2 separate regions of the Mus musculus genome follow, and region 1 is linked to region 2. The links are chromatin contacts, called in public HiChIP or PLAC-seq maps. All regions are on one chromosome and are shown on one strand. The core of a region is the stretch at or near the end of the contact, and the rest is flanking DNA. Distances in the headings are between cores, read along the strand shown.

Evidence for each region. HiChIP or PLAC-seq counts read pairs in DNA pulled down with a chosen protein or histone mark.
Region 1: a contact with region 2 is called in an H3K27ac HiChIP or PLAC-seq map of extraembryonic endoderm stem cells, with 3 times the contacts expected there. The contact joins two enhancer-like sites. A contact is called at or near these places in 1 of 15 datasets of contacts at CTCF or cohesin (embryonic stem cells), 16 of 484 Hi-C or Micro-C datasets (the AML12 cell line, cerebral cortex, embryonic fibroblasts and 6 more), 9 of 115 datasets of contacts at active chromatin or transcription factors (embryonic stem cells, extraembryonic endoderm stem cells and trophoblast stem cells) and 1 of 9 other capture datasets (embryonic stem cells).

Annotation. Positions count from the first base shown.
Region 1 is chrX:13,024,135-13,027,083 of GRCm38.p6, forward strand. No RefSeq gene overlaps it. Among named protein-coding and RNA genes, the nearest start is that of 5730405O15Rik, 16 kb to the right of the region's middle. Within about 2 kb of position 1,352, at least 10 of the 459 cell types and tissues checked have an H3K27ac peak or open chromatin away from gene starts, as enhancers often do. A contact at or near this core is called in extraembryonic endoderm stem cells, where this site is marked.
Region 2 is chrX:12,916,050-12,918,956 of GRCm38.p6, forward strand. No RefSeq gene overlaps it. Among named protein-coding and RNA genes, the nearest start is that of AA414768, 19 kb to the right of the region's middle. Within about 2 kb of position 1,267, at least 38 of the 459 cell types and tissues checked have an H3K27ac peak or open chromatin away from gene starts, as enhancers often do. A contact at or near this core is called in extraembryonic endoderm stem cells, where this site is marked.

The sequences.
Region 1 (2,949 bases), core at 102-2,601, 110 kb after region 2:
GAAATATTCTTTATCCCCCTTTATACTTAAATGGCCTATTGAATAGATGTATCAGAATTCATTCGACTAAGTCTCCAGTCAGGAAGAAGGTTATTGCCAGGGTTTTGTTTCTATGCTGAATGCTGGAATATGTAGATTTGTGTTTTTATGTTTTCATAATGCACCCTTGAAATAAATTCCTAAGAAAAGGAAATACCAATAGGGAAAGTTGTGAAACTTTTGGAGTCTTTTAACTTGGTAAGAAAGAGACGTCTCAATGAAGCTTGAATTTGCATTTCTTTTACTGTGAATAAGATTGAAGACTTTCTACAAGGCTCAGAACCATTTGCATTTCTTTTGCTTCAACTTATTTCTCCTACCATTAGACCCTTTCCTGGGATGATTAGTCTTTTCCATTTTCAAAAGCCTCTCATGTACTGGGGATGGTAACCCTTCATGATACAAGCTGGGACTATGTTTCTCCTTTTCTTTTTGTCCTATTGCAGACATTTCTGCATGCAATGGGTTATTTTACTGCAACCAAGTTTATCAAATATTTTTCCTTATTGCTTTTGCACTTTGAGTCAGGGCTGTAAATGTTTTATCCTCTCTGAGTTTATAGGGTAGGCACCCTTGCCATCAACATGTGGTCCTCAGATGAACAGCAAAGCATCCATCACCTCTAGTGTATTAGAAATGTAGACTGTCAAGCTCTCCTGGGACTGCATTTTAAGGAGCACACACAGGCACTTAATTTTTACTGCCAACCTCAGGCCTGCCCTAGCAATGTAAGCCTGGGTACTAGAGAGTCATTGGCCACTGGTATTGGGAAAAGGAGAAAACACACACAAGGAAGAAGAAATGAGATCAAGTGTTGGGTGTGGTGTGGCCTACACCTGTGATCCCAGTACTTGGGGTGCAGAGGCAAGTGGATGTGTGGATTCAAGGTATATTGTGGGACCTTGTCCCCGAGAAAAATAAAAACAAAGGCTTGAGGTGGAGGTCAGTGACAGAGCTCAATAGCTTGGACTTCATCTCCAACTACTGGCAAAATAATAATAATAATAATACCAACTTGCATATAAGATATGAAGGAAGACTATCTATTCCTGGTGTTATTAAATACAGATGCGGAATATTCTGTTGAGAGGACCCTTAACAATGTATCTTGTGCAGTCCTAGGATTACACGACTAATATATTGAACTGTCTATTTTCAGAAACATCGCGGGGGGTGGGGGGGGGAGCAAATCATTCATGAAAAATGGGCTCTGGTTATTTTCCAGATGAATAAATAAATAACACTATCTGCTGCTGGGAGGCTTTTCAAGAGTCCTGTGACCATGGACTTTGCAAAGAGTGGGGGAGGGGAATACGCCTCTTTTAGGCTTGCTGAGGTGCACAAGTAAGTTCTGTTCCTCTCCCACAAGCTGCAGAGATGGACATATGACCATTTACTGTGCTAAGTAAATGGGTGGGTAAAAGATTCCGTACAAGAATACTCGTCATGCCTTTGCTTCAAGCACCACGCAGTTGTTTGTTGGTAATGTTCAGTTCTTCCAGTGTGCGTGTTACTGAATCTCCTTTGCTGATAGGGTCCATAGAGCTTAATACAAACAAAAGAATGCGCACACTGGAGGATTAAACATTAACTCTGCTGTTTCTATCTGCATTTTGCATTGTCTTGGAATGTGAAGAGGTTCTGCAAGAATGATTAAAGCAGGACTCAGCTATGATAGTAGGGTATTGTCATTCATTTTGATCACGCAGGCTAGGACTCAAGAGCCATTCAGAGTTCCAAACCCTATTAGAGAGAAAAATCACGGCTACCAAGTAGAGAACTGGGCCTGAAGACATGGGAAACATGCTGGCGGAATCTGATAGACGATTTAGTGCTCTTGTTCACTTTTGACTTTTCAAGTATTTCTAAGAAAACAGGCTCCAAATTCAACATGCCATTTACATTTAAGATACATGTAGGGGCCCATGAAACCGCTCAGTGGGTAAAGTGCTTGCTACCAAACCTGACCACCTGAGTTTGATCCCCAGAACACACAGGGTAAAATAAAAAAGGAGACTCCACTCCCACAAGTCGTCCTATGACCTCCACACACATGCTGTGACACTCATGTGCCTGCCCCACCCCATATACATATACACATGTGTATAGTAAGATTTAAATTTTTTATTTTGTTGTTTTAAATTATGTATGTATGCGTGCATGTGTGTATGTGTTTGTGAACACATAGAACCCTTAGAAGCTAGAAGCCACAAATTACCCCTGAAACTAGAGTTATGGGCTGTTAGAGCTTCCCAACCTATATGCTAGGACGTGAACTCAGGTTCTCTGCAAGATCAGTACAGACTCTTAAATACTGAGCCATCTCTCCATCCTGTACATAAGATATTTTAAAACAGAAAACAAAAACCATGCAAGGACTATGTGTGTAGTAGTTCAGTGGTTAAACATGTGGACTCAATTCCTCAGCACCAGCCTCCAAGAAAAGAAACTAGTCTATCAACAAATATGTGTTTGAGGTAGGTATGAGGGGACAGGGAAATGTGTGGGATTGGGGTGTATAATGTGAAATTCACAAAGAATCAATAAAAGATCTAATTTAGAAACAGGTTATAAAGCAGCATATTTATTTTGGATATCATCATGGGGGTTAGAGTTCACATTTCAGCTCTATAGAAAGACTGGAAATATAGGAAATATAATGTTCCAAACTATCGAGATTATTTAATGAGCTTCCATCAATAAAGTTAACAGCTTCATATAACTTCATGAGAGACTTGATCTAGCTGCCCCTGGCTTCAGTCTGACCTGGCAACCAGGCCAACAGGAACCATTTCCATGAACTGGCTTTCTGTAGTCACAGTGTCAACCTTTCTGACACAAAGTATAGAGTGAAAATATTCATGTGTCAGATTTTCTCAAAATTTGCCCTTGGGAGTACAAATTGGTAAA
Region 2 (2,907 bases), core at 17-2,516:
CACTAGTGTTTGTGGATACATTTTTAGTTTATTTTACTTTTATTTTTGGGCTAGAGTCTACTGTATTCCAGGCCAGCCTCAAACCGTGTAGCTGAAGATGACCTTGAACTCATGAGCGTCCTAAGTGCTTAGGACTAAAGGCCTGAGTTATCACACTGGGTCTGTGCTTTGGGCTGCTAAGTAAGTGCTCCGTTAACTGAGCTGTGGCTTCCTCCCCTATATATTTTGTTTTTGAATCACATTGAACTATCAATTATATAAACTATTGTTTACATGTATTTATTTCTAAGGGTTTTTAAAACCATGTGCATGTGTGTTTGTACAGCCACATCGTATCTCCCTGGGCTGGACTTACTGACAGTTGTGAGCAACGTGATCAGGGTGTTTGGAACTGAACTCAGGTCCTCTGCCAGAGCAGGACACACTCTCAACTGCTGAGCCATCTCTCCAGCCTCCAATGAATGTGTTTTAAATGAAAACATTTAAAGAGGCTGTGGAGCAGTAGAGCTCAGAAACCAAGAGATCGTTCTAGCACTTCTTCCCAGTATTAACTGGAGTACCAAGCCTGGTGCCCAACCTCCTCCCACCCCAGCCGTCCTACGGATTTTGCAGGGGCGTCACTAGCTTTTAGAGGAGTCACCCCTTAACTTTCCCACCCCAAGAGAGCTGGACAGGATTTAGGGGCTGCTTTTTTCCCCAGAGGTCACCAAGGCTCTCCTGTTGCGCCCCCAGGGCCCCTGATGGCAGCTGAAGGTCACCCCCAGGAGGGAAGATTCGGAGGCACTGGCTAACTGCCAGACCCCAAGCATCTGGGAAAGCCGGGCATTCAAAGAACCTAGCGGAGCCTGTCTTGCAGGTCTGCGCCCCCTCCAGCAGGCCGGGGATTCCAAAGGGATAGATACATCAGCGCTAACAGAGCTGTTTACTCTGTTCACTAGGGTTGTTTGAGACACCGACCCCATCACATACTTCGCTTATCACCTCTGTCCCCCGTAGCCATTCCTCGCTCTTCAGTACCTCCTCCCCCTGCCTCTTTCGGGGCTCTTGGCCTTGATCTGGTCCTTTTGCTGCTAATCGCCTTCTGGTAGCAGACAGGACCCAGCAAGAAACAGATGACACACTCCACCTGGGCAATTTAAGAATTTAATGAAGGATTGTTCCCGAAAGTGTGGCAGGACATAGGGAAGTCACTCGGCTAGGGCAGCCCCGCGTGGCAAGAGGCGGTAGCAGCGTGGGAGCGGCGCTGCTGTAGCTAAAGCAGTGGTTGGCTGCCTCAGGCGGGCGGTTCCCAGGACTCTCAGCAAGAGGCCTTGGAAAACTACAGTGCAGGGCCTCAGACTCCTTGTTTCCAGCCCAGTTCTCAAACCCAACAGAGGGCACTGGAGCCCACTGATTCTGTTCATGGGGGCCAGCCTCGCTGGTACAGGGCATGGTAGGGAACGGCAGAAAGTAGATCTAGAGGACGAAAGGAAAACATCCAATACCCGCTGCCCCTTCAGAAAGACTTCAAACAAAGCTTTTCAAACACCAGGACGCGGAGGGGAGTGGGTGGCAAACTTGGCATGGTAGCACATACCTGGATCAGACCCATGTTCAAGGCCATCCTCAGCTACATAATGAGTTCGAGACACCCGGGCTAAATGAGACAGGCTCAGAAAAACAAAACAAGCAGACTGAAGAGATGGCTCCGCGATGGTTAAGTTTGGTTTGCAACACTTATGTCAGGCAGCTCCGGCGTCATCTGAGGACTGCAGCCTCAGAGAGGACCTGAACTCAAGTGCACATACTCTCACAAAGACACAAACATACACATATTTAAAAAAAAAAAGCAATATAACAACAAAAGGAGTCATATAATGAGTTTTAATAGCCAATGTCTAGGGTCACCAGTTCTTATCCCAGAGCCAGTCCCACACTCCTGCTTACCTGTCTTCACCATTTCACAGCAAATGCTAGGCCTTGTATTGTTTCATTTGTCAATAATTCATGTGCATGCAGAATAAATGAGCCCCGGGGACTTTCTCATGCTAGCCAGCACCCGCAATCCCAGCACTCAGGAAGCAGAGGCAGTAGGATCATGAATCCTAGGCTAGCCTGAGCTACAAAGAGAAGTCTGTGCAAGAAAACAAAAGATGCAGAGCTGGAGAGACAGCTTGGCAGTTAAGAGCAGTGGCTGCTCTTCCAGAGGACCCCAGTTTAATTCCCAGCACCCACATGGCGGCTCACAGCTGTCTGTAACTCCAGTTCCGGGGATCCAACACCTTCACACACACAGGCAGGCAAAAGACCAATGCACGTAAAAATAAATATATAAGAAAAGAAAAGATGAAAGTAATGGGTTTCAGCGATGCTCATTAGTGGACACTAATGAATAAAGAAAGCATTAAGTAAAATCAGGCCTGGAAACTTTCTAATAAATGAACCAGGCTCGTGGTACCTTGAGATGACACACACGCTATCCATCTCTTGCTGTGGCGTGACCCAAAGTACATTACAGTGCCTATTAAATAATCCCACCTATAACAAAGCGTCAATAAGTTTCTGTGTCTAAAAGAGCAGATGAGTGGAGTGACTGCCTGCAGAAGCAATCAGCCAGTGTCAAGGATCAGCCTGCATTTTCTTTCTTTTTTTTTTCCTTTCCTTTTCTTTTCTTCTTCTTTTTTTTTGTTTTGTTTTGTTTTGGTTTGGTTTGGTTTTGGTTTTTTGAGACAGGGTTTCTCTGTGTAGCCCTGGCTGTCCTGGAACTCACTTTGTAGACCAGGCTGGCCTCGAACTCAGAAATCTGCCTGCCTCTGCCTCCCAAGTGCTGGGATTAAAGGCGTGCACCACCACCACCCGGCCAGTCTGCATTTTCAATAAGTCAATAGCACGGAAGTAAGGTGGGGATAAGGCTGTTAGTGAATAACA